Linked DNA regions of Mus musculus: regions 1, 2 and 4 are each linked to region 3. The links are chromatin contacts, called in public Hi-C, HiChIP or PLAC-seq and promoter capture Hi-C maps. All regions are on one chromosome and are shown on one strand. The core of a region is the stretch at or near the end of the contact, and the rest is flanking DNA. Distances in the headings are between cores, read along the strand shown.

Region 1 (6,448 bases), core at 3,337-5,836, 170 kb after region 3:
CCCCAGGGCACTGAGATTTTATTTTCTTTAAAGATTTATTTTATGTATATGAGTACACTGTCACTCTCTTCAGACGCACCAGAAGAGGGCATCGGATTCCATTACAGATGGTTGTGAACCACCACGTGGTTGCTGGGACGCCGATCTCTGGAAGAGCTGGAAGAGCTGTCCGTGCTCTTAATCGCTGAGCCATCTCACCAGTCCTAAAATCTTTTTAAAATGTGTGTTTTTCGGGCTGGTGAGATGGCTCAGCAGGTAAGAGCACCCGACTGCTCTTCCGAAGGTCTGGAGTTCAAATCCCAGCAACCACATGGTGGCTCACAACCATCCGTAATGAGATCTGACACCCTCTTCTGGAGTGTCTGAAGACAGCTACAGTGTACTTACATATAATGAATAATAAATAAATCTTTAAAAAATGTGTTTAAAAAAATGTGTGTTTTTCATGAGTAAGCATTGCCGCTCAGAACCAGCAGCGTCTACTCACTTCTCCCTGCCCCCACTGAGCAAGGGCACACCGTCTGGAAGGCTGCAAGACTAGTGAGGGGTGAGGAGGCAGAAAGAGAGGGTACCTAGGACACGGGAGTGGAGACGGTCAGCTTCCATGACAAATTGTTTTCGCCCGTAGGAAGTGGTGGACGCTGGGCTTGGTCAGGAAATCCTCCACCTCCAAGCCTGGAACAAAATGTGCCAGGCTCCATTTTTCACCAAGAGTCTCTGCTGCTGCAGGACCTACCGTGACATCCGGGCCCAAGCAGAAGCTTCCCAGGCCAGGAAGTTAGAAAACTGACTGGAGCCCTAACTCTCCAAATCACTGTCCAGCAGGGGCCTGAATAGCCCACGTTCTCCAGCCCCTCATGGTTCCACCCATGCACTGTGAGCACTGGACTTTGTAGAGCCCCACAAGTCAAAGTCACAAAGCCCTCAAAATCTGCAGGTGACTGACTGGGAAGGCAAGGCTGACTGCCGCCCAGACTGACGCACAGCGTGTGGTCTGACCCCACTGCTGTTCTCTCTCTCTCTTCAGTCATCACCCAGGCAGCCAGCTTCAGGTACCTACCCTGTCTGGGAACTCTGACATCCATCCACCTCAGCATCTATGACAAGCGGCCACACCCACACCAAGCAAAAAAAAAAAAAAAAAAAAAACAAGAGAGGAAAAAGCATCAGAGCTCCTCCAAGTTGAACCACAATCCTGAGGGCAGGAGGTTGGGGGGAGTGGGCAAGGCGTGGGGGGGTGGGGTGGGAGGGACGGGGAGGGCGGCAAGACATTACAAAAATCCTAAGGGAAAGTCCCTTCATAGCCCAAAGCCCCGAAGATTGTTTGTTTGTTTGTTTGTTTGTTTAGCTCCCAACTCCACAGAACCATCTAACCCCCCAGTGACTTGATTAAAAGGTTGCTGCTGTGCCCGTGGCTGGCCCACTGTGCAGTGTGTGGCACCATCTTCCGGGTAAGGACTCCCTTCCTTTTCAAAACAATGGGAATGTGGTAATTAGTGAGATGCTAATAGAGGTTTGGGAGGGGTGAGAGTTCACCTGGGCTCTCTTGAGTATGTGCAACACACTTAACGCGCCCCCACCTTTCCTCTGTCTTCTGCATTTTTTTTCAACTGTAATTATTTTAATTGAGATCTTCCCCTAATAAAAACAAAGCGCACAGCCTGGAGGCTTTGGGGGCATCCAGAAGCTGCCAGAGCCTCCTTCTGGGCTCTGGAGACCCAAAGATTCTGGAAGTTTCCACCTCTATCTCAAGCACTGTGTCAGGAATGGGTATGCGAGTGTGTGTGTGTGTGTGTGTGTGTGTGTGAGAGAGAGAGAGAGAGAGAGAGAGAGAGAGAGAATGTATGTGAGTGTGGTATGCCTGTGTATGAACGTAAATGTGGTATTCATGAGTGAGTGTGGTGCCCATGTGTGTGAGTGTATGTGAGTGTGGTGCCCATGTGTGTGAGTGTATGTGTGATGTGCATGTGTGTGTGCACACATATGTACATGAGTACATTGTGGTGTGTACATGTGTGAGTGTGGTATATATGGGTTTGTGTTGTCATCTCCCTCACTGAGCCACAGTGGTGTATGGGGAAATATGACATGTGAGCCTTGTGCCCTGAATTACCACTCTGTCCTCCATCTTGAACGGGGTGAGATTTGAGGGGGGCGCGTGACCATGGCTGACCATCCTTCTTGGGCCTTAGTTTTCTGTCCTTTAAAAGGCTGGGTTTCCCCTCCATCTCAGTGGGACACTGAACTCTCCCAGCTCCTCTCAGTGACTCTGTCACAGTAGGGAGCAGGTGGGAGAGAAACAGACCCCAGGACTTCATATATACCAAGGGCCTTGTGCTAGAACCTCTGCTGCTCAAGGACCAACGAAACTGTTCACAGAAGTGAGAAACGCAAAGAGAGTACAGCAGGCCAGACGTCAGGCCCTGAGCTTCGGGGCAGTGGAGTCATAGAGAATAGAAAGGGAGGGGTCATGCCCGGCATTATGCCTAGGGTTCAAGTGTCCTCTGGGATGCACCCCCTCCCAGGCAGCAGCCCTGGGCTTTTGACCCATGAACTCTGACTCCCAACCTTCAGTGCCTCTATTCTTAACTGTACATTTCCTATTGCTGGTCTCAATCTGTTCCCAGTAAGGCCCCAGGGAGGGGTTTGCACACACACAAACACACTCTTATACACACATGCACACTCACACATGCGTGCACATACGCAAAGGAATACACAGGCAAACACACATATATACACTCACACAAACACACATGGGCACACACTGAGCACATACTCACATAGGCACTCAGGCACACAGGCTCACTCTCTCTTTCATACACACACACCACCACCACCACTACCACCACCACCACCAACAAGCTGATCTTTACCTTGTCTGTGGAAGGGTTTTGTTGTTGTTGTTGTTGTTGTTGTTGTTGTTGTTGTTGTTGTTGTTGTTCAGAGTCTCAGGTAGCCCAGGGTGGTAAAGAGCCTGCTCTGCTGGAGCCCAGTCCTCTGGCAGACCGAAGACAATCAGACTGAGTTTGGAGACACATCTATAATCCCAGTTCTCAGGAAGTTGGGGCTAGCCTGGGCTACACAGCAAGACCCTGAGCCAAAATGAAAGGCAGAAAACAGGATCATTAAGAGCTATGCTTTGCATAAGTTATGTACAGTATGGCCCAGACAACCACAGAAGAACCATGTAATAAGCATAGCAAAACAATGCCTTTTAGACATGTAAAAATAGCTTAGTCAGGAACCCACTGTACCCAGGGCTGCACCCAATCACCCAATAACCAGAACCCAGTAACATCACTCACTCAAGACAACCAGACACAATCCTAGAACCCCACTGGACAGTACATAAGCAGAGACCAAGAACAATGGTCTGCTCTGCACATCTGGTGAGACAACACTTTGATTTGCCCTGCAGCTGGAGAGTCTGCCCCAGGATCCTGACCCTCGCTCTGTTAGGGGCTGGGTCTGACCTTCGCCCAGGTGAGCAGTCTTGGAGAGAGAGGCTTAGGACCATAGTTATGAATTTCGAGTGTGATCCTTGTGTGATGGCCCTCAGCACAAATAAAATAGAACTTCTGTTATAGCAACTCCATGTATCTACCTGTTTCCTCGTGAGAAACGGGCTGTCTACGGGAGCATTAGCCAAAAGCCAGCTTTACGATGGCCACAGGGCATCAGCCATCTAGATTCAGTTCCCAGAAGTACTTGGCACAAGGACTCCAATGAACTAGGTTAGCTCAGAAAGACTCTCCTGTCTCAAGCCCAGCCTGCCAGTCTCAGGTCTCAAGACCTGAGACTCATCATAGCCCAGGTCCACGAGAGACAGAAACGTCCACACACTGAACACCACACTCTAGGCTACACGGGGCCATCTGGACAGCCAGGCAGTGAGTGCGCAGGCCACAAGGCCTGGAGCCAGGTACACTACCCTATCCAGCCTGAGCAGGCTCCTCCTTCCAGAACCAGCCCTGTCCACTCTCCTCAGCCACAACCCTCCCACTTCAGGGCTACCAAGCAGCTGGAGGAGGAAACTCCACCCTGAGTTTCCATTGTTTTTACAAAAAAGCCAAAAAGGAAAGATTGAAATGGGAACAGTGGCCTCTGGAGACTCGTGACTTGTTCTTTAACCCTTCTGATTCGATTGGCCAGGCGGACTCCTGGGGTGGGGTCCTGGCCATCGGCCCTCAGCTCTTCATTAGCCTCCTACTCTGAAGGCTCGGGAGCAGGACCAGTAGGGACTGGATGGGACATCCGAGAACCAAAAGGAGAAAGAAACCCCCAGACTTCAGAGGTAGGACCATCCCCAGATACCCTGACCCAGGATTCCTGGCCTGCAACTCCCGTGACACATAGCCAAGGTTCTGATTAGAAAATCTGCCCTGTCATCTCCATAGCTGTGAGGGTCCTGTTGGTCACACTTCCTCTCTCCACAAGTGAAGCCCTCCTTCTTGAAGAAACCTGAACCCTCAAGCCAGCCAGCTGGGATCATCATGAATTCCCTGAGCTGAATGGTCAGTGCCTTTCCAGCTTCCTATGAGTCACTACTAGGCCGGGTAGGAAGCAGTTCTGGGAGTGGGGCTGATCCTCCGCCCTCCTCCGATGGCCCAGGAGAGCTGGCGTCTGAGGCCTGTGAACTTTGGCAATGTACTGCTCCTTCGCCAGTCCAGCCCGGCATCTCCTGGTTCTCTGTCTGCCTGTGCTCAGCATGTGGAGTCTTTCAGCTTCTGTCCCTGTTATTGGGGAGGCCAAGTGACTGGTAGTGTTGGCTCAAAGCGGTGTCTCCCTGCCAATACCTCTGGAGAAGTTCAAAGAAGAGGAAAGACAAACGCCATCGTGGCTCATTAGGCATCCACTGCAAAGTGTGTGTGTGTGTGTGTGTGTGTGTGATGGTTTATATATACTTGGCCCAGGGAATGGCACTATTAGAAAGTGTAGCCTTGTTGGAGTAGGTGTGTCACTGTGGGTGTGGGCTTTAAGACCCTCATCCTAGCTGCCTGGAAGTCAATATTCTGCTAGAGGCCTTCAGATGAAGACGTAGAACTCTCAGCTCCTCCTGTACCATGCCTGACTGGATGCTGCCATGTTCCTGCCTTGATGATAATGGACTGAACCTCTGAACCTGTAAGAGTTGCTTTGGTCATGGTGTCTGCTCATAGCAGTAAAACCCTAACTAAGACAAGTGGGTGATGCCAATGGTAACTTGTTCACAGGCCCTGGATTCTTGCTTGTTGTAGCATCTATTTAATCTCAAATTGGGGGTTTCTACTCTGCCTTTGATCATTCAGTCCCCAGATAAAAGACACATTACTTTTATTTACCACGGGCCTTTAATGCACTAGTGCTGGGCAGATATCTATCTTCTAAGCTATTATCCTACCTCCCTATCTACAACCGGGAGGTATAACTTGCCATGTGCCACCCGAGCTGCTCTTAACTCCAATTGTCCAGCCTTCATGGCCCTGTTTTCATAGCTCACCAGCCTAATGGTGACTTCTCCTCTCTCCACCTTCTTTTCTTCTTCCTCTCATGGTCTCTCCTCAGATACCAAGCCTGGGAACCAGAAACTCCACCTATGTCTCTTCCGCCTAGCTGTAGGCATCTTTATTTGTCAATCGAGGACAACTTGGGGGTCAAAGTTACATGGGTCACTTGGGTCACCGTGTGGACTCTCATCCCTGGGCATGACCAGGCCTTGTGGGCCAGCACTTAGCATAACAATAATAGCAAAAGACCAAAACAAGCATCAGCAAGCATCAGCAAACAAGCCTCAACAACTGCTTTTCATTTTCATCCACAGTATCCTGACTGCGCTCCCATGCATTAGGGTTTAGCTGTAGAACACCTTGGCAGATCCAGGCCAAGGAAAGCTGCAAAGATCACACCGTGTAACAGAACTCACTCCAGATTTACTGGGAGAAGAAAGGTGGCCTCTGAGAGAGAGACCCAGAGAGAGGAACAGAGACAGAAAGCGAGAGGCAGACAGAGAGACAGAAAGTGACCATAACTATGCCCCAGGATCCATGTCTTCCCCTGCCGTCAGAACACAGGCCTGTACCTTGAGGCCAGGTCCCACTGTCTGAGTCCAGCTCTCTCAGGGACAGAGTTAAGAGGTTTGTGGTACCTGGTTCCTCCATGTCCTGTGTCCAAATGCTATGCTGAACTAAATCATGCAGTGTGACTACTAGCTGCCAGCCCTAAAAGGTTATTTAAAGTCAGCTCTTGCCTTTGTTCTTGGATTTAGGTTCAGAGACTTGTGGTGGTGGCAGGGGTTGGGAGGGGTGCTGGGAAAGATGTTCTGAAGGCTGCTCCCTGAAGAGATTCTGCCTCTCCATCCCACTCACAGCAGCTATCTCTATCTTCTCTCAGTTTCTCTCTGTGTGATTCTCACACTTTAAGTTCTTCTCAGCTCTAAATGGAGCCTCCCCCTTGCTGTTAGCACCCC
Region 2 (6,600 bases), core at 1,876-4,375, 190 kb before region 3:
GCCAGAGGGCGCCAACGCAGGGACGGACATGCTCTTAGCTTGCAGGAGCTTGCCTTGTCACTGAGGAGGCAAGATATGGGTGAGACACCAGCTCATTACCACCCCTGTCTCGGAGGCAAGACAGTCTCCAAGTGCTCTGGGCAGTCAGGAGGAGGGGCTTGGGACTTTGGAGGTGCCTGCCTTCTGGGAGTAAGGGATCTGGCACAGTGGAAAATAAGGTGGGTCTTACCAGGTAGGGAAGCTGCAGGACCCCAGGGGCATTTGGGGGACCCTCTGGCAGGCTTAACACAGCCCTGATTCTTCCCAAACACGTCTTCCCCTTTGTTTCAGTGGAAAGCTAGAGCCGTGTGGCTCAGTGGTTAAGGGCAGGAGCATTGAACTGTGAAGCTCTTGGGATTAAGTCCCAAGCTGCTGTAGGGACTGGGGTTCTTCACCCCACACATTCCATTGTTCAATGTGGATGGTGCTTGTTTGTGACGGTGTGTTTTTTACAGGAACAGGTCCAGAGGTACCTATTCTAGCTCTCTAGCCGCTCTCCTAGGAATTACTGCCGTGGGCCATAGGAAGTTGTGTGCTTCCCACTGCGGGGGCCCAGGGCTTCCCTGACTCCCCACGATGTCCGTGGTTTGCAGGTTCCTTTGTGCTGGAGCCAGCTGCAGGCTACTCCTGTTGTTTTCTGGGGTCCTAAACGCTGGCTTCTCACAGCATATGAGTCTCCTGGAATACCTCTCTTCAATGCTCTTGGCTTTCTTGGAAATCTTCAGTGGCAGAGGCCGGGGCGGGGGGGGGGGGGTGGAGGGGGGGGGCAGGGAGGAGGACTAAGCTGTGAGCCACCAGAATTGGGCAAGCATATCTCTGTGTGCGTTCTGGAATTATTTTGGGATTCCTGCGGCTTCCAGGAGACTCTCGAAGCAGGTGGCTAGCTTTTCCAGCTCTATACCAGGCAGGGATTCAGTCCTAGGGGATACAAAGCATGAGGGGTTTCAGCCCTACCCAGCATTCTAGGGGGCTTTGGAAGGGTGAGGGGCACACCCTCTGAGGTCACTTCTGAGTAAGCTACCCACGAGCTGGTGAGTGTGGGTGACAAAAAGCTCCTTTCTCCGCTGGTCCCTCCATACCTCAGTGCCTGCTCTGGCTACCTCTAGACTCCTGATGGTCAAGCCTGCTTGCTCTAGTGTATCTAAGGGACGTGGGCTGGAGAGGAAGCAGCCTCCTCAAGCAGTTAGTCTATGGCTATGTCCCATCCTTGCCCAGATTCTGAGGCCCCTAGTCCCAAGAGAGCTGACTGAGCACAAGTCAGGAACCAGCCCTTCCCAGACCACTGGGGAGGTGGGAAGGCAAGTTCAGACATGGACAGCCATCCACCCTGCCTGCCTGCCCCTGCCTCCTTCCCAGCTTTCCACTCCAAAGCGTCTTACCAGCGTAGCGTTGAGTAAAATGTACCAGAAAGAGTATGAGAGAGCCCACCTTCTACCGTGGGACCTGCTTACACCTGGATGGGTGCAGAGAGGCAGAGTTGTCATTCAGGAGCAGCTGTCTTAGTCAGACATTGGGCTGTCCATGTGCCCGTAGGCCTCCCTTGGATGTCTAAACAAGACCATGGAAGGTGTGTTCCCTCCTGAACCCTCTGTGCCCTTCTCAGATGGTTCTGTCTGTCCCAGGCTGCCCGAGGCTCCAAGACAGGCATTGAACCTGGAGGCGACCAGGTTTCCGCATGTTTGTCCGTGGGCAGTGTTGCGTGGGCTCTGCAATTTGCTAAAGATGTTTTTGATAAGAGAGATCTAGCCCAGACCAGCACAGAGCCAGGCCCCAGGGTACATGCTGAGTGGATCTCTTAGTCTCAGGATGTCAAGGGCTCCGAAGAGAGAGACCCTGGGCTCAAAGGGTGCTTGGGTAGAGAAAGGGGTGACTCTTGCCCCATCTAAGGCTTGTTTGTTGGGGCTGTTACCTTGAAAACATCCCAGCTCTTCACTGCTTTAGGGATTTATGGGGGGGGGGGGTCATCAGGACCAGAGGCTGGTGAAGCTGCTTGGGGCTTGCAAAGACAGCAAGTACAGCCCTGCTGTGCTGAGGGGTTCCTAGAGAGACCTCAGAGTCCTGACTCTGCCACAGGCCATGTGATCCAAAAGTCCCAATTAAGAGAAGTCTAAGCCCTGGTTGAAGGCACTTATAGTGTCAGGCAGCCAGGCTTGCAGGGTTGTTGGTGGCAGCAGCAAAGCCAGTTGTGACAGGTGGGCAGGTCTCTGGGATAGCTTTGCTCTGGCTCCAGAAACTTTGGCCAGGTTTGCCAGAACAGCCATGCTGAGCTGCAAGGGGCCCCGACTCCCCAGAGTTCCTGATCCGTTTTAATTTTCCGTGTGCTCTGAGCCATTTATTCCAGAAGTGTCTGCTGAGTGCTGCTGAGCCTCAGGCTCCATTCTGGCTGCTCCCCGTGGCTCTCCGCAACAGCACTGCAGGGCCCGGAGGGCTGAGGGGCAGGCTGCTCCCAGCCCAGTTTCTTGGCCTTATCTCTCCAACCCTGCCCTGGGCCCGGGTCCGCTTGCAGCCGAAGTGAAGATGACACCAAGCTACTCTGACCAGAGAGGGGTGGCGGCCCCAGGAGCCTTGCTTGTCAGTGGCCTCTAGCAGATCTCCAACAACCAAGCTTTGTTTGGGGACTGATCTGACCTGGTTCGATGAAGCCTTACTGTTGGCTGCCCAAGACCTCAGGACAGGAAACGGGAGCACGGAAAGCCAATCCTAGCTTCAGGTCGCAGGATGGCCCTTGGACCCGGACCTTCCCTGGCTGGGACCCAAGTCACCAGTCAAACCCTGACCTTCAGCATTGATTGGAATGCTGAAATCAGGGGCAGAGAAGGTCTCTGTGGAGCTGAGGCAACCCATCTGACCCTGGCTTGAGGATCCCGAGGAGAGGACCTATAGGCTTGCCTGCCTCCTGCGTGGCAGTTGGTGGCTGCAGTCTCTGCCACAGTGGTCTTTTCCTCACTCCTCCCAGGGCATGCTCACACTCTGACTCCCCCAGACTACATCTGGAGCAAAGGGTGGGCCACAGCAGCATCAGGAGTCCTGGAGTGTTATACCCAGGTCCTCGCCAGGCCAGGCGTGTTGGGGCAGCAGCTGACTCAGGAGTAGTGGCAACCGTGCTCAGGTTTGAGCTGAGTTCCAGGTGAGCATGGTTACCAGGAAGGGCTGGGCACCAGTGAGCTAGCTGGCTGGCTGCCCGGGGCCTTGAGCTGAGATCAATGGGACTTGCATCCTGGGGCCCTCCTTTCACAACCCTCTTTATAGAGGATCAGATCCCAGCCGGAGGATAAGGCTACTGTAACCCAAGCAACTTGGAAGTGGGTTACATCCAGTGCTTGTCATCTTCCAGCATGCTAGGGACTTGACCGCTGGGCACAGAGGGGTCTGGAGGAGTTATTTGTAAAACTCACTGATAATTAATTCTATATCTTTGGCTCAGTAGAGCAGAGCAGGCGAGTGGCTAGGTAAGGTTAGAGCTGAGGGCTTCTGGGTCATATGGATACTGCAGGGTGCCAGACAAAAGGGCAGTCAGATGTACCAGGGAGCCGGGAGGAATGGTGGCTTCTCACCAGCACTGGCATCGCGCTGCCTCCCTGCTTACAAGGTGTGGTAAAACCTCAGCTATGTCGGATGAGTCACTGGGTGGCAGAGCTTCCTGGTGGCTGCGGGCCGGCCTTAACTGTGGACCTCGGTTGCCTTTATTTTATTTGATTTTTTTCTCCCCTCTGGAAATGCTTTCTGAGACAGACCCTGTATCCATCACTTTCGTTTGTTTGTTTTGCTGTTGTTGCCTGTGGTCGATGTTTTGTGTTGTGGACTTTTCCTTCAGCGATGCAATCAGGAAATGGAACCGGAACATAAAACCCTACCTGTTGTTAGATTCACTTTTATGTCCCTTGCTCTGCTTGTCCCCACAAGTGTGAAATGTATCGTTTAATTATCTGAGCGGCACCTGCTTTCAGGGTTGCATGTCCCTGTCACTCAGGCCCTTTCACCGGGAAGTCACATACCAGGTACGGGTCAAAGCCAGAGCTCTGGCGGCTCTTCAGAGTGGACGTCCTGTGTTTGGTGGCCCCTCACCCGCTTTCCTAGAGGATCTGGCCCACTGATCCGTCTAGACTGTAATGGTGACTCTTTGGCTATTATTATGGCTGTCACCCACAACCAGGAAAGTATGCTCAGGATAGCATTTCATCAAGAGGTATGATGGAGAGAAACTGTCCATCAACCTGCTGAGTGTCCCTGCGCTGGTTTGCTGTTGAGACCAGCTGTCCACCATCTTCATTCCTTGCAGTGACTGGCACACGAGGCTGGCGCAGTGTGATCTCTCCATCCCTGTCACCTCCCGAGCCCATGGGCATGGATCAATGGCTGCAGGTGACAGGCTACCTGGGTCACTTGGCAACCAGGTGTCTGCTGGCTGGTTACTTTGCAGTGATTTCTTCTGGAAGCTTCCTTCCTCTGGCAATCAGGCATAGTTCTCTGGCTTTTCCTGAGCGTTAACATTTTGTTCCTCTGGCCTCAGTCTTTCTCTCATCACCCTGGTCGCTCCTTCCAGGAACTCTCGGCATGGCGGTCCTCTGCCTCCTCCTCTCTATGAGGAATCCCTGTGTGGTAACCCAGTGGCCCCAAGGTGAAGTGAATTACATGTTGGTTCCCTTCCTGTTGCTGTGACAAAGTTCTTAACAAAAGTGTGGGACATGTCATGTTGGTTCACAGTGTGATGGGCCAGTCCGTGTGTGCGTGTGTGTGGGGGGAGGGTCATGATGGAAGCTGGAGCTGGAGGCAGCTGGTCACTCTTCACTCACAGTCAGGAAACAGAGGGGGAGGTAAATGTTGGGGCTCAGCTCCTGTTTCTTTTATGCAGCAGAGAGCTCCAGCCTGTGGGATCATGCTGCCTGCACTCAGGGAGGGTCTTCCCTCCGCCATTAAAGCTCTCTAAAAAAACAATGTCCTAGACACAGGCAGGAAGAGGTACGCCTCCTCTGTGAGACCAAGTCCAGTCACCTTAACAATGAAGATTTGCGATTGCAGACCCATACTCTCAGGCGACTTGGGGTTCTAAGCTAGTGTGCTTAAACACTTAAAAAGTGGTGACCCCCTGCCTCTGTATGTTGAGTGGAGGTATTGCCCTCAATTTTAACTGTAGTTTGAAACAGCTATTAAGTATCGGGAATAAAGCAAAATCTAGAAAAGTATCAATTAAGCCGTTACTTCTCCAGAGTAACATTTTTGTGACTGTCTTTTGGCTTCTCTTCTTCACCAAGACCAGTGTTTTATTTTCTGGGGAGAAAACAGAAAAGTTATCTTTCTGAGTGGTCAGTATCTTTCCTTCTCCTTCTCTTTCTCCCCTGCCCCCTTATCTTTTGAGTCAGGATTTGAGAAAGACTTACTTTGTAGTCCAGGCTGGACTGGAATTTAAGGCTTCCAACCTTTTGTACCAAGGGCCAGGATTTAAGGTATGCATCGCCACGCCAGACTGAAATTTCATTTATTTTGGTGGCTGGGATTCCTATAGGAGAAGAGAGGGGGATGGGAGAGGGGTTATGTGTGCGCATGCTCCTTCTTGTGGGTGTGCATGCACTTGTGACGAGGTCAGAGGTCAAACGAGCATTGTTTCTCAGTTAGTTACCACCTTCCTTGTTTCTCTGGGACAGAGATTCTCTTCCTCTCCCCTCCCCTCCCCCCTTCTCTTAATTTTTTTTGTTTGTTTGTTTATTTTGTTTGTTTGTGTTTTTTTCCAGACAGAGTTTCTCTGTGTAGCTTTTGGCTGTCCTGGAACTTGCTCTGTAGACCAGGCTGGCCTTGAATTCACATAGATCCGCCTGTTTCTGCCTCCTTAGTACTGGGCTTAAAGGCCTGTCTACCACTACCACCACACCTACCCCAGCTAAGACAGAGTCTTATTCATTTGCTTGGAATTCCCCCATTGATATAGACTGGCTGGCCAGTGAGTCTCGTGGATTCCCCTGCCTCTGCCTCCTTAGTGTTGGGATTAAAACTTCTTATGTGGGTACTGGGGATCTGACCCTATGACCTCATGCTATGCAGCAAGCACCTTACTCACTGAGCCATCTGCCCGGCCCCCAGAGTGGAGATTTATGGAGGGAGAGTGTGTAGTGGGTGCAGTTTTTATGCTGTCCTGGCAGTGTGATTCCAGTCAAGAGCCAGAAGCACGTGAGACATTTATAATGATCAGATATGTCCCTGCCCGCCCTTCTGATTAGAGCTACATCTCTGACTCAGGCTGCAGGAGAACAGAACCCTCCTTGTATAGGTTTCCCCCCTGGCAATTGGGATGGTTTCTGAGACTGGCTCCTGGCTCTGTGCATTTCAAATCCCGCCCCTCCCTACTGCCCACAGTTTTCTGGCGCAGAGAGCGGCAGAACATGCTGGTGGCTGGTGGCTGTGATTTTGGATCATGCACAGGAGGAGGAACTGGATCTGGAAATGGAGAGAGAATTCCTGGATTCCATTTCTACCTAGGGATGCTGAGCAGTAACCGAGCTACACACGGAAACAACCAGGGAAGCCATAAATGCAGCTAAGCGGTGCCAAGTGGAATAGCTTTCTGGC
Region 3 (6,529 bases), core at 781-3,280:
CTGTGTGTGTGAATCCTTTCCTATTCTCTCACCTACTGCCCCACTCACATCAGTCCCTGAAGCCATACTGAACATGGCAACCAAGTCCAGGAACATAAAATGACAGGTCCCTGTCCAGGGCTCTGTGGATTCTGCCTCTGAGGGTGGGCAGTACAGTCATATGCAGAAAGCAAGGAGCCTTTCTAGATGGTGATTTAGTCACAGATGACAGTACAGGGGCTGGAGCAGCAGATGCGCCTGATCACAACTTTGAAGGAAGGAGGTTGGGGCTTCACTGTAGGAACAGCACCCTCCCCCCCCCCCAAACTCTGGAAGGAAACTGGTCTGAGGGGACCTGAGCTTGTAAAGTGGGTGGGTGTAACCTCAGGGACAGGACTGGGCAGGCTGAAGAGGCTGTGAGTAGGGAAGGGCCCAGAGGCTTCACAGCCCTTTCCTCAAGGCTGATGTCTGGAGTTAAGTAAGGTGCTGGCTGGGAGCCTCAGGAAGAGATGATCCAGTTCTGGCCTGCTTTGCTCTGCTTATGGGTGTTTATCTACAAGGTCGCAGCAGTTGGGCTGGAAGGGCTGGGGACCCCTTTTTATCGGGAAGAACTAGGGTGGCTATGCAGCTTAAGGTTGTCTAGAACATTCTCTCTCTCTCTCTCTCTCTCTCTCTCTCTCTGTGTGTGTGTGTGTGTGTGTGTGTGTGTAGATGTGCATAGATGTTTTGTCAAGCCTCCACTTCTGGCTCTGGAAGGTCTCTTCCAGTGAGAACTGGAGCTCAGGAGTCCAGGGCGGGATGCCCTCTCTGTGCTTGGGATGGGCAGGAGCCAGAGACAGAGTTTCTTGACCACAGACCGGGTGGTGTACAGTGTCCTGTCAGAGACTTTGTGACTGGGCCTTAAAGGCAGAGAGATTCCCATTTGAACCTTGAATAGGAGCTCTGCTGAGAGAGGTAGGTATCTTTGAAGAAAAGTACAAGAGAGTTGCTGTGGACATCGCGGTGCAGGGGAGCGAAGGCTTGAGTCAGAGCTCCAGGGACAGAATCCTGTTTTCAGACCCTCTCCCCAGGGACTGGAGTGTGGCCTTTGTAGACTATAGAGACCTGATTGCAAAGAGAGACAGACAAAAAGAGAGGTGTGGGAGGGGGAGACAGAGAGAGACAGCAAGAGAGACAGAGACAGAGAGACAGAGATAGAAAGATAAACAGAGAGACAAAGAGACAGAGAGCAAGAGAGATGGAGACAGAAAGAGAGATGAGGGGAGGGGCAGAGCACGAGAAGCCAGCGCGGGAGGTCGGGGGACATCAGTTCTAATTGTCAACTCTACACAGCCTAGAGTAATTTGGGAAGAGTGTTTTCAGTGAGGGATTAGCTAGATCATGGTGGCCAGTGGACATGTCTGTGGCGGGATGGTCTTGACGTCTGTAGCTGATGTGGGAAGACCCAGCCTGAAGGTGGGTAGCACCGTTCCTTGGGTAAAGAAAGCAAGCTGAGAACTAGGCACGCAAGCTGTTTCTCTGCTTTGGCTTGCGGGTGTGACTGAAGGATCTGGCTTCAAACTCCTGCTGCTGTGACTGCCCAGTAATGAAGAATTATAACCTAGGCTGGTGAGCTAAACTAAATCCTTTCTCCCCTACGTTGTTTGTTTTAAAAACCACTTTTAAAAAAGAGAGTTAGCACTGGAGAGTTGGGTCAGGGGTTAAGAGCACTTGTTGTTGCGAAGGACCCGGGTTCAATTCCCAGCCCCCACATGAAGGCTCAGCTCGGCGCACCTCAAACACCAGCAAAACATGAAAAAATACTACTAAAAAGGGATTTAAAGCTGGCTCTGAAGGTGTGGGTGCGGATGAACTGGTCCCAAGGGCATGAAAGCAGGAGAGAGCTGACCTTGCCTCCAGCGGATGGCAGGATTGGGTGGCCCAGACAGACAGGGCTGGAGAGCGCCCCCTAGTGGCGCGGATGTGAGAGCGCCTGATCAGCTAGCTCAGCTTCCACCCAGGTCCAGACTCAGGGCTTTGATTTGACCCATCCCCAAATCTACAACATCTGTGAACCGTGGGAGCATGGGAAAGGGCCAGGCCTGCTGACCCAGAGCTTGGGATCTCCAGGGCACAGGGCAACAACAGGATAACCGGGAGGAGTCCTGGCGAGGATCCAATATTGACGGTGTGACAGAAACCAGAGACCTTGAACCAGACCAATGACTCATTGCGACGGCCATCTGCCAGTGAAGATGTGTGGACTGAGGGACACTTTCTGTGGGACACACTGCGACACAGCACAGCTTCCACGATGAGATGTTTCCTAGGCTTAGTCCTTTTGCTTGTGTGGGTTTTTTATTTTCTTTTGCAAGGGCAGAGGGAAGATATGAGGGAATGGGGAAATGAGTCAGACTAGGGTGCGTGATGTGAAACTCACAAAGAAATCAACCAAAAATTTTTAAAAATGAGAGCTGTCTTTTAAAAAACAATGAGTATGTGCTTTCTTTCAAAATAAAATCAAAGTTCAAACTAGAAAAAAAGAGATCTAAAGTTTTTAACTATGTGTGTATATGTATGTGTGTGTGTGCAAATATGTGCGTGCAAGTGCAGGTGTCTGTAAAGCCAGATCTCTGTGAAGCTGCAGCCATAAGAGGTTGTGAGCCACCTGGGTGGGAGCTGGGATCCTGAGAGCCAAAGGGAACCAAACCTGGGTACCCTGTGAGAGCAGTCTGCTTTCTTAACCACCGAGCCATGCTTCCAGCTCCCTAAGTCCTTTGTTATCACAGCAACAGAAAGGACACCAGGACAGGGGAGGGGACGTGTGTGACCTGACACTCACCACACTGCTCTGGTCCAGCAACTTCACTTCTCTGAGCTTCACGGTACCAGTGAACTGGAAATAATTCCTGGTAACAGAGCCTGCTGGGGGTCACCTCATTAAACAAGAAAGGGTGTGGCTCACACATCTGGGAGGTGTCTATGGTCCCAGGGTTGTAGAGTTCTCCAGGATGTCCAGGTCTCGCCTTCCCAAGGACCAGGTGACACACGGTGGGGGGTGGGGGAGGAGAGTGGGGGCAGGTGAGTAGAGACTCATCCATCGGTCCTCCTGGGCAGCAGAGCTTCTGTCCCTCCCTGTACTTGAAGGACAGGCAGGAAGTGGTGAGGAAGTGGCAGCCCCAAGCCAGGAGGAGCTCAGTCTTTCCCAACTCCTGTGCCTCAGGCAGACACCAGGCCCCCAACAGAGCCCTTCCCTCCCAGTCTATGTTTCACGTCTGGGCCTCTGGGCTTTGCAGTCAGTTTCTTAAGCAAACAGGACACTTTATTTATCTCAGGTCAAACTGCTGAGAGGTCAGAGGGCTGGGGACCAATCTTAATTTGCAATGACCAGATGAGGAGGTCATGTTTTCAAGGACTTGGATGGTCCCTTGGGGGGGGGGTGGAAGGGGGTAGGGACTGGCCTGGCATTCAGTCCTCAGCCTTCTGCCCTTGGGCTGGGAAGGTGCGCAAGGACAGGCAGACAGATGGCCAAGGCAAGTTGCTCTAAGGGACATCGGGCACCACGCAGGCAGTTCCACCCAAACGGCAGCAGACACTCAGCTCAGATCTTCTCTTCTCTCACCTCCCCTGCTGTGCTGGGTCCTTTTTTTTTTTTTTTCTCCCTTCCACGGTCCCACCCAAGCTACCAGCAATCACATACTCCCTGAAGGAGTGTTTCTCAGGCGTGAACGATGGTCCAAAAGGATGGTGGCATTGAAGATGCCTTCTTGAAACTACCATCTTGGGAATGTCCCCAAGCCTTAGGCAGACGCATCAGGGACCACAGGAATTGGACATGGAGGTGGGAGTGGGGAGATGACCCCCTCCTGCTTGGACATTGGACAGAAGACAAGAAAAGTTGTATAGAAAGTTCAAATGATAAAACTATGAGAAAAATCATTGAAGGAATGTCTTGGGAGGCTGAGGCATGAAGATAGCAAGCTAGAGGCTAGCCTGGGCTATGTGAGACTCAAAACAAAACATAATGTTTGGCAGTGGTGGTGCACTTCTTTGATCCCAGCACTTGGGAGGCACAGGCAAGCTAATCTGTGAGCTCAAGGGCAGCCTGGTCTACAAAGAGAGTTCAAGGCTAGCCTGGGGTACACAGAGAAACCCTGTCTCTAAAAAAACCAAACCAAGGGCTGGAGAGATGGCTTAGCAGTTAAGAGCACTGACTGCTCTTCCAGATGGTTCTGAGTTCAATTCCCAGCAACCACATTGGGCTCTCAAGCATTGATAACTCTGCAGGCCCAAGGGATCTTCCGCCCTCTTCTGGCCTCTGTGGGCACTGCATGTATGTCACGCACAACACAACTCATACACATAAAATAAAGAGTAACAGCTTTTCTAGTTGTTCCTCTAGGTTTGTTGTGGATCTCAGTGTGAGTTTTTCCCCCTCCTATTGTAGTTGTTTTGAGACAGGGTCTTACCCTGTGGCCCAGGCTAGCCCATGCAGCTTAGGCTGGCCCCAAACCCAAAGCAGTCCTTCCTGCGCTAGACCTCAGTCTACCCAGCTTCTAACGGTGTTTATTAGGTGTATTTCCACAATATCCAATGCCATTGGGCAAAGGTTTGTTTTGCCACCATTATTCTTTTTTAATGAAATATGTATTTTCAATTTTGGGGTTTTTTTTTTTTGTTTTGTTTATGTTTCTTTGGTTTTTTTGGTTTGTTTTTTTTTTTTTTTTTTTTTTTTTTTGAGACAGGGTTTCTCTGTGTATCTCTGACTTTCCTGGAACTCACTCTGTAGACCAGGCTGGCTTCAAACTCAATAATCTGCCTGCCTCTGCCTCCCAAGTACTGGGATTAAAGGCATGCACCACCACTGCCCGGCTTTTCAAATCTTTTGCCAACTTTAAATCTGAATTATAATTTATTATTATTTTAGAAATGTAATCTAGCTTCTGTAGCCCAGGCTGGCCTAGATATCAATACATATCCCAAACTGACCATCCTCCTGCCTCAGCGTCAGCCTTCCAAGTGCTGAGATTGCAGGTATGAGCCATTGTATCCAGCTTCTTTTCTTACTCGGCTGTGAGAATTATTTCCCTACCCTGGACAGAGTTTTTCAGCAGGTACGTGTTTACAAGCATTTACCCACACAGTCTGGGTTTTATGTATAATCTAAACTCTCCAAAGCGAGCAAACGCCTAATCTGAAGCTTGGTTCATAGCTTAGAAAGCTTTGGCGGTTTTAGAGCTTACGGTTACACACTGAGGTCTGTGTCTTACCCGCCGGCTTTATGGTCATACCTGGAATCAGGAATGACTGAGACATAGCACTGGCTTTATTGGGATTTTCTCTTTCACTTTCCCCCCCTAGATTTACTTATTTATTTTATTTATATGAGTAAATCGTAGCTGTCTTCAGACACACCAGAAGAGGGTATCAGATCTCATTATGGATGGTTGTGAGCCACCGTGTGGTTGTTGGGAATTGAACTCTTAATGGTGGAGCCATTGCTCCAGCCCCAGCTTTTTACTTAAAAACACAAAAACAAAAACAAAAACAACAACAACAACAACAACAAAAAACCAAAACAGGTGGCTATCCCGCAATCCCACTGCCTTTTCATGAGAATCCTGTCCTTTCCCTAGTGGAGTGTTTTGTATTTCTTTGTGGGGGAAAAACAATTACCCAGGCTGCAGTAGCTTTGAAATCTGTCTTACTGGTTATGACCAGCTTAGAATGTGATTCATCTTTCTCTGTGGTCACTTTTTTTTCACGCACCCTGGGTCCAGCTGCTGGGACTGACACCGCAGATGTCCCTGGGGTTCACATTTTACCTCTGATTCCACATATGAAGAAACCAAGTCACAGTTCCAGCTGCTACCTGGGGAAATTAGGAAGAGCCCTGGGCCAGGTGAAGCAGGTCCGTGGTCACTGATAGACTTTGGCCACAGATCAGCCTACTGGGTACTGGGTGTGTATGGAGGGCAGCCTCGATCTGGGATGTCAACCTTGTCACAGTGTGTCTCGGAGAGAGAGGAGCAGAGCAGAGCAAAGGGGAGCGGGGAGAAAGAAGGAACTACCTTTGAGAAGAGAGAGGGAAAGAAAGGGAGGGAGGAGTATGGGAGGGGGAGAGGAGGAGAGGGGAAGGGAGGGCAGAGCCCAGCACAGGCGCTTATACCCATCCTGACTCTGGTACCCTGATCAGCCGCTGTTAAAAATAGAACCCAGTCCTTGCACAGATTCTCACATGACACCCACCAAGTGCCCATTAACTCATCAAAGTGGCGATTCCAAATTGATTATCTCGAGTGTAAGACATAATAACATGTTCATCGTGGGAAGTAATTAGTGGTGGAGTGGGCCGGTGGCTTGCCGCTGCTGCCTGGTGCCTGCTCGCGACCCGCGGTCGGCTGAGCTGAGCGGAGCGGCCAGTCACGTCCTGGGGACCAAGCCATGGGGTGAGGGGGTGGGGGGAACTAGTCCTTGCTCCTCCCCCGCTGGCATCCTACGGGGACCGGTAGCTCCACGGATACGGATGCCCGGTGCTTCCGACTGGCTGAGCTTGGGATTCCGGGCTCTG
Region 4 (6,803 bases), core at 2,844-5,343, 150 kb before region 3:
ACTTTTTGGTACAAGAGTGCTCCCCTTCCTGGGGACGCTTCCCCTTGACCTTCCCACTGCTGTTACTGAGCCTATCCCGTGCAGCAGAGGCTCTGAGCAGGTGCCGAGGGCCCTCCTTCCTTCGGCCAGGTAACCAGCCCCTGGACCAGGTGTCCACCAGGAAATAGAGCTGAGGCCCCGGGCCAGCCATGTTCTCAGAGAGCCGCTGAGTCTGAGGAAATCACAACGGGAGGACGTGTTCCCTCCCTGGGGACCGCTGAGACTTACTGACTCATGTGTGTGGGGTGGGAATCTTCCAGGAAGCCTCCAGCCAGCTCAGCCTCTTGGGAGCCTGGGGTGGGGACAGCCTGTCCCTCTGATCTGCAGGCTGACAGGACAGGGAGAACGTCTCAGGGTTCAAATACCTCGGGCAGGTATTTGGAACCTTCTTTTGGTCCTCCTGTCTGGGAGGCGACCAGTACCTGCGCAGATAGGTTGGGTGTGATGAGGTTGAGCTCTAGACCCCTAAAGTAAGGTGAGGCAGGCGCGCAGGAAATAGGAGCTTTTTAAAATGTTTTAAAACCCCAAGAAAATCACAGCATCGCTGGACGGGAGGAAAATGAAAGACTTTGGAAGTGGCCAGGAATTTGACTCTGCGAGTTGGTTTCCAAGAGCCTAGTTAAGCATCTCCAAGTGGATATTAAAAGGGAACAGCCAGACTCCAGCGGCGGGGGCTGGAGGGGGCGGGGAGAGGAGGCAGTGCCGGAAGCTGCACGCTGGACGCTGGACGGCTGGGGCCACGGCACTGTGGGCCAAGCAGGCAGCTGGTCCCGCGCTCAGGGAGAGGACCCAGGGACGCCCCGGGATTCCATCGAGGCTCCCCCTTCTATTTTTTTTTTTTTAATTTATCTCCTTGCGCTCCCCATTCCCCCTCTGTGTGGCAGAGACAATGCTACTTCAGTTCGGAGCAGAGACATATGACCAACACATGGAAATGTGGTAATTTGGATCTGTTCGTGATTGCAACAGATTGAAGAAATTAGACCAGACAAAGAGTGTTTTTAGAGGAAGAGGAGGAGGAGGAGGCAGAGAGAGAGGGAGAGAAGGAGGGCGACGGGGTGAGAAAGGGGAGGAGGACCCCTCTGCGCAGGGGACACCCGGCATCCCAGCTGCCTGCTGTAAATACATCCGTAGGAATGGAGAGAGATCGCATCACAGGTAGGCCACAGCCCTCCACGTCCCGGGTACCCCATCCCTGACCAGGACCCCAGTCCAAATGGTGTGGCCATACTGCGGCTTTGGGAAGTGAGCACCCAAGGTCACGTTTAACAACTTTTACAGAAATCTTTCTTTCTTTCTTTCTTTCTTTCTTTCTTTCTTTCTTTCTTTCTTTCCTTTCTTTCTTTCTTTCTTTCTTTCTTTCTTTCTTTCTTTCTTTCTTTCTTTCTTTCTTTCTTTCTTTCTTTCTTTCTTTTCCTGCTGACTATTCCACATTGGTGAGCTGGAATGTGGCTTCCCCACTCGAAGCCCAGCCGGGTCTGGCTTTTATTTAAACTGGGCCCCTTCTGCCGAGCTGTTTCTCTTTCATTTTCCGGTGTGCCACTTTTCTGTCTGTGATCGCTGTGAATTCAGAGACGCTGGAAGGGTGGATAGTGGGGATGGACTCTGCACAGGGCCAAAGCAAGCTTGTTTATCTATCATCTGGCCTTGGTCTCCTCCTGAAATAGCCTTGCTGGGCCTCCCGGGCTGCTGATTATAGAGGTGGTGTCTCCCAGTGCTTGGAGGAGGTGTATGCACACGTGTGCACCCTCGTGTGTGTGTGTGTGTGTGTGTGTTCTTGGGCCAGAGTGCAGTGTGCATGAGTGCACATGCAACCACGTACTCCTGCAGCCCCCTTAGACCCAATATAGACCCAGCAGGGGTGTGAACAGTTCAGGGAAAGGCATCTCCTTTCCTTAGCCACCCTGGTCAAGTTGTTCCCAGGTTAAATTTCCCAGTTCCTGCTGGGACCATCAATGTCTGAGGTCATTACTGCCCCTTCTGCCTTGAGTGTCATCTGAGTCAGGGGCTGCAGGAGAGTATGGGGGCGGATTTTAGAGATGTAACTCGTACTCCGGATTTGTGTTGTCCTGTGCTCATGATGAGACTGAACCCCACCCCAAAGTGTCATTGGCACCGGGGTATTGGTTACCTCTGAGTGCATGCACAGAGAGGTCCCTGAGAAGCCAAAGGGAAGGAAGAAGACACATCTCAGGTCCCATCTGAGGGATGACCTGTCACCACCAACCCTGGGATTACTGCAATTCTGATGCTGGCCAGGCCTTCACTGAGAGGTGGCCACCTGGTGTCTTGCTGACAGCAGTGTGTCCTGTGATCCTGTCGGGCACAGCACGAAACCCGGGAGGGAAACCTGCTTGTGATCAGCATGATTAGTAGATAGGCGAGGTTTTCTGCCCAGTTTGTAGAGGCAACATGGCAGGGGACACTAGCAGCTGCTTCCGAGGCCTGCACAGGTGGTGATGTATCCTCACCCCACCCCCAGGAAGCCTGGCCCTGCCACCTCCTCGTGACCAGCTGTAAAATGACAGTTGTGTTAGCGGCTGGCTGACAGGGGCCTGCACTTGTCTGTGCGGCTGTACTGGGTTTTGGGTTCAGGGCCTCCTCAACCACTAAGCCACACATGTGTCCAGCCCAGCCTTCATTCTGTGCATGACAGGGCCCAGCCCAGGTAGGTGACAGCAGGGTATTTGAGAGGCTCGCATGAGGGAGAGGTGGTTCCCTTGAGACTCAAGGGTGGAAGCTTGGAGATTCACAGGCTGACCAGAGAACAAAGCAGCCTTTGAGAGCCCTGGATCCTGGCCTTCACCACCCGACCCTCACTGGTGCCCTTAGCCAAGGACAGCGCAGCACCGGACCAGAGCGAGACCTTCTCCTTTTGTTTGTTTTGAGGCAGGTTACCTGGCCCCAATTTCACTGTGTAGTCCTGGATGGTATTGAACTCCCAATCCTGCTGCCTCTATGGTCAGGTTGCTGGGATTACAAACCTGCCGCAGGTTTATGTGATGCTGGGAATGGACCAGGGTACTGTGCCAGGGCCATACACTCTACCAGTGAGCTACATCCTCACGTGGTGCCTTCTCTTAGGATGGGTCACGGCCAAAGACCAGTCCTCCCCTCCCCCTCTTTTTTTTTGGGGGGGCTGTGAATGGAATCCAGGGCCTCAGTTGTGCCTGGAGGTGCTGTACAGTTGCAGTTCTCCCCGACATTTACATTTTCTTTTTTTCATTTTGAGGTGTCGTCTTGCTATGTGTCCCTGGTTGATCTCAAACTCAGGATTACCCTACTTCAGCCTCCTGAGTAACTGGATCTGGGCACAGGCCACCATGCTAGGCATGACTGTCGCTCTAGGAACCCTTCATTTGGATGTATTTTTACAAAAGTTTTCTTAACCAAAACTCAGCCGTAAATGGCCAGACTAGGACAGAAGAGGAAAACCCCCACCCCTCCTCCAGCCTGGTCTTCACCCAGTTGATTAATTAGGGTCAGTTGGAGCCCTAATCCTAACCCCAGTCCCCGGGGAAGTCAGGCTCTTGCCCTGTCCCTGCAGGGTGGCCTTGAGCAGATTACTTTGTGGCTTGCCCTCAGTTTCCTTATCTGTAGAGTGAGACTGAGTCCCTCCCCTTGGTGGGCTTCTGAGGTTTTGGTGTGCACTTGGCTGGCTCCCCGTTTCCAGCTGGCTGTGCTGTATCCTGCCATTCTGTCTCAGTGTCAGATGCTATGAAAGCTGCCTCCTTCCATCCCTGCTTCCACGCTGGGAGGCTGTGGGCCAGGGCACTCCAGTGGATGGAGACCTGGCTGGCTGGATGCCCCAAGGACTGGTGGCTGAAGCCGGTCCAGCCCTGCTGCCCAGGAGGTGTGGTCAAGGGTGTGGTCTTGCCCTGGTTGGGGCCATGGGACCTTCTAGCCGCAGGGAAGAGGTTCAGGGCTTGAGTGGGCATCCTTAGCTCTGCCCTGTCCTTTCTTTTCCTTTCCGCTCCCCCTCCCACCTTGTGGGGCTGGCCCGGGGTCCTCTCAGAGATTTCCCCAGGCAAATGCTTCAGGCTCCTCAGCAGGGCTGGCATGAGTCACTGAGCAGAGACAGGCCCCAGAGGCACGGGATGCTGCGTTCTCAGCCAAGGGTCGGCGTGGTTTCTCTTTTCAGTCTTCTGGATTGGCTTTGTGGCTCTTAGAAATTAAGCAGTTTTATCTTGTTCCAAGCGCTTGTGTTTCAGCACGGGGTGGGGAGAAAGAGAGAGAGAGAGAGAGAGAGAGAGAGAGGCTGACTCTCTAAAAGGGAGCTTTCTACTCAGCCAGGGGACAAGGAGAGGACAGGGAGGGTGAGAAAGGCTAGGCCAATGGGGCAGTCACAGACAGGGATCATGGGAGACACTGCCCAGTAAGGAATCCACACATGGCTCTCTGCAAGGGTCCAACTGCCCTGGCATTGGATGTATGCTCCTGGCTGGGGTCTGGTTTGTGTAGTGAGACACCAGGGTCCCAGGTCTTCTCTGCCACGGGGCAGGCAGACAACCGGGGCTCTCTGGAGGCTCACTGCCCCATTCAGTCCTCTCATCTCCCACCTCTGGGCTGGCCGCAGAGCCTCTGGCGGGCTCCAGCTGTGACTGATGGATTGCTGTGACTTTGCTTAGCTCTGCAGGTCAGAAATCAGAAGCAGAACGAGCTGGGCAGGGCTAGCTCCTTCTGAAGCTCCAAGCAGCTCTTGGCCCAATGCTTTCCCAGCTCCTGGTGGCTCCAGCAGCGTCGGCTTTCTTGGCTTCTGCCTCTGCTGTCTCGTGACCGGCTTCTCTCAGATCTCCCTCTGCCTTTCTAAAAATGAGGATATTTAAGGCCTCTGGGCAGCTGGGATGATCACAACTTAAGCCACCACATTCTATCCACAAAAAGCCTTTCCTTTTTTTTTTTTCCTTTCAAGAAAAAAAAAAAAAAGAGTCTATCTGTGTTTGTGTACATTTGCCCTGACACGTGTGGAGGTCAGAGGACAACTTGAAGAAATCTGTTCTCTGTTTCCATCATTTGGGTGCAGAAACAGAATTCACGTCATCAGGCTTAGTGACAAGCACCTTTACCAGTTGAGCCATATAGCTTGCCCAAGAGCCTTTTCTCCCAGACACTGCTCTCTGTGTTGGGGGGGGATAGACGTATGGGGTGGTAGGGGTATGGGGATATGGGGTGTGAGAGTACCAGAGTAAGAGTCTGGGGTGGTAGGCGTTTGTGGGGGACACCATTCTCCCTGTGTAGCTGGTGTTGGGCTGGTTATAAGACTAGTAATAGTTGAGGTGGCCTTGAACCCCTGATGGTCCTGCCTCCGCCTATCAAGTGCTGGGATTACAGGTGTGTGCCTTCACACCAGGCTCTGCCCATTTTTGAGTCAAGTTGCTTTGTTATTGAGTTGAGGGAGCTCTTTATATATGCTGGTTATTAGATCCTTATTTGATCTATCCTGTCGGTACTTTCTCCTGCTCCGTGGACAGTTGTTACCCTCACAGCACCCGCCTGGGTTTGAAGCTTACAATGAAGAGTGGAGAATAGCACACCACCTGGCCACTTGATTCCTTCAGCATTGCCTGTCACATGGGTTTGAGCAGGAGATGTGGTGTCTGTATGTGTGTGTGTGCGCACATGTAGAAGCCAGTGGACAGCCTTGGCTATTGTTCTTCAGGCACCACCCACCACATGTTTTGAGACAGAGTCGCTTAACAGCCTGGAGCTTGTTGTGTAGGCCAGGTGGCCATCGAGCTCTGAGGACCCACCTGGGCTGAAACTGCACACGTCACCATACCAGGCTCTTTACCAGGGTTCTGAGATTTTGAACTCGGGTCATCCTGTTTGCAAGACATTGCTGACCGAGCTCCCCAGGCTGCGGTGGTGTGTGTTTATGGGGAGTTATTAGAAGCTCCTACAACTGAGGGGTGGACTGACTTGGGGGCTTGAACAGCCAGAGAAAACCAACAGTTCAAAAGCCATGGGCAGAGAGGACCTCAAAAACAAAGGCTCTGACGTTAGAGCCAAGGAGGGTGTGAGTGGAGAGGGGTGCTGTGGAAATGGGTGGGAAAGAAATGGCCTCTGACTCTGTTCTGTTTGCCCCATGCTCATCCTGGGAAGCCCTCAGTCTGGACTTGGATAAGGCCAGCCGGTGTCCTAGGCGACGGTCTCTCCAGTTCAGGGCTCCCAGCCACGTGTGTGTTGACATGTGTGGTGTATGTCACAGGACATAGCTATCAATAATGAAGAGAGTACTCCAGGACCTGAGAGATGGCTCAGCAGTTAAGGCTCTTGCAGGGGACCCAGTTTTCATCCCCAGCACCCACATGGCAGCTCACAACCATCTGTAACTCTAATGATTCCTCCTGGCTTCTGAGGGTACCAGACAGACACACACCATGCACAGACATTCATGCAAACAAAAAGAAGAAGAAGAAGAAGAAGAAGAAGAAGAAGAAGAAGAAGAAGAAGAAGAAGAAGAAGAAGAAGAAGAAGAAGAAGAAGGTATACCTTACAGATTCAGGGTTCTGCCTGGTGTCCCAGCCCAAGGTGGCGAGAAAGGGTTGGGGATTGGTGTCCTGCCTGGAGAGGGTAGCCTTGGTCTGCGTTTGTGACCTGTGTTGGTGGGCAAGGACCATCCTCAAGGACCTGGATAGTCACTGTGGACGTGGTGGGTGTGTTCTATAGACAGGCAAAGCCTATTGATCAACACTGTCTATTTGCAGGGTGTTGGTGGCCCAGCAAGGGCTAACTCTCTACTTGCAGGAAATAGAGAGGCAGCT

The links. A called contact is a pair of places that touch in the nucleus more often than the background predicts. HiChIP or PLAC-seq counts read pairs in DNA pulled down with a chosen protein or histone mark. Capture Hi-C pulls out chosen DNA fragments and counts their contacts.
Region 1: a contact with region 3 is called in a Hi-C map of uterus. The contact joins two enhancer-like sites. A contact is called at or near these places in 1 of 39 promoter capture datasets (cranial neural crest), 1 of 15 datasets of contacts at CTCF or cohesin (the NIH/3T3 cell line), 9 of 484 Hi-C or Micro-C datasets (cerebral cortex, cortical neurons, embryonic stem cells and 3 more) and 11 of 115 datasets of contacts at active chromatin or transcription factors (craniofacial prominence, embryonic basal ganglia, embryonic forebrain and 8 more).
Region 2: an HNF4G HiChIP or PLAC-seq map of pancreatic cancer cells shows a contact between it and region 3. The contact joins two enhancer-like sites. A contact is called at or near these places in 1 of 15 datasets of contacts at CTCF or cohesin (large pre-B cells), 1 of 484 Hi-C or Micro-C datasets (bone marrow-derived macrophages), 4 of 115 datasets of contacts at active chromatin or transcription factors (embryonic stem cells, pancreatic cancer cells and stem cell-derived neural progenitor cells) and 3 of 9 other capture datasets (adipose tissue, embryonic stem cells and liver).
Region 4: a promoter capture Hi-C map of adipose tissue shows a contact between it and region 3. The contact joins two enhancer-like sites. A contact is called at or near these places in 3 of 15 datasets of contacts at CTCF or cohesin (the G1E-ER4 cell line, the NIH/3T3 cell line and embryonic stem cells), 9 of 484 Hi-C or Micro-C datasets (bone marrow-derived macrophages, cerebral cortex, embryonic stem cells and 2 more), 10 of 115 datasets of contacts at active chromatin or transcription factors (CD8 T cells, bone marrow-derived macrophages, craniofacial prominence and 5 more) and 4 of 9 other capture datasets (adipose tissue, embryonic stem cells, liver and 1 more).

What each region holds. Positions count from the first base shown.
Region 1 is chr11:117,553,640-117,560,087 of GRCm38.p6, forward strand. The region is part of intron 1 of Gm51933 (a long non-coding RNA gene); the gene reads right to left. Among named protein-coding and RNA genes, the nearest start is that of Gm51933, 12 kb to the right of the region's middle. Within about 2 kb of position 4,587, at least 63 of the 459 cell types and tissues checked have an H3K27ac peak or open chromatin away from gene starts, as enhancers often do. A contact at or near this core is called in heart atrium and uterus, where this site is marked.
Region 2 is chr11:117,202,031-117,208,630 of GRCm38.p6, forward strand. It overlaps a transcript of Septin9 not described here. Among named protein-coding and RNA genes, the nearest start is that of Gm39478, 61 kb to the right of the region's middle. Within about 2 kb of position 3,126, at least 58 of the 459 cell types and tissues checked have an H3K27ac peak or open chromatin away from gene starts, as enhancers often do. A contact at or near this core is called in pancreatic cancer cells, where this site is marked.
Region 3 is chr11:117,388,186-117,394,714 of GRCm38.p6, forward strand. No RefSeq gene overlaps it. Among named protein-coding and RNA genes, the nearest start is that of Gm34128, 20 kb to the right of the region's middle. Within about 2 kb of position 2,031, at least 41 of the 459 cell types and tissues checked have an H3K27ac peak or open chromatin away from gene starts, as enhancers often do. A contact at or near this core is called in adipose tissue, heart atrium, pancreatic cancer cells and 2 more, where this site is marked.
Region 4 is chr11:117,231,523-117,238,325 of GRCm38.p6, forward strand. It overlaps a transcript of Septin9 not described here. Among named protein-coding and RNA genes, the nearest start is that of Gm39478, 31 kb to the right of the region's middle. Within about 2 kb of position 4,094, at least 80 of the 459 cell types and tissues checked have an H3K27ac peak or open chromatin away from gene starts, as enhancers often do. A contact at or near this core is called in adipose tissue, pancreatic cancer cells and trophoblast stem cells, where this site is marked.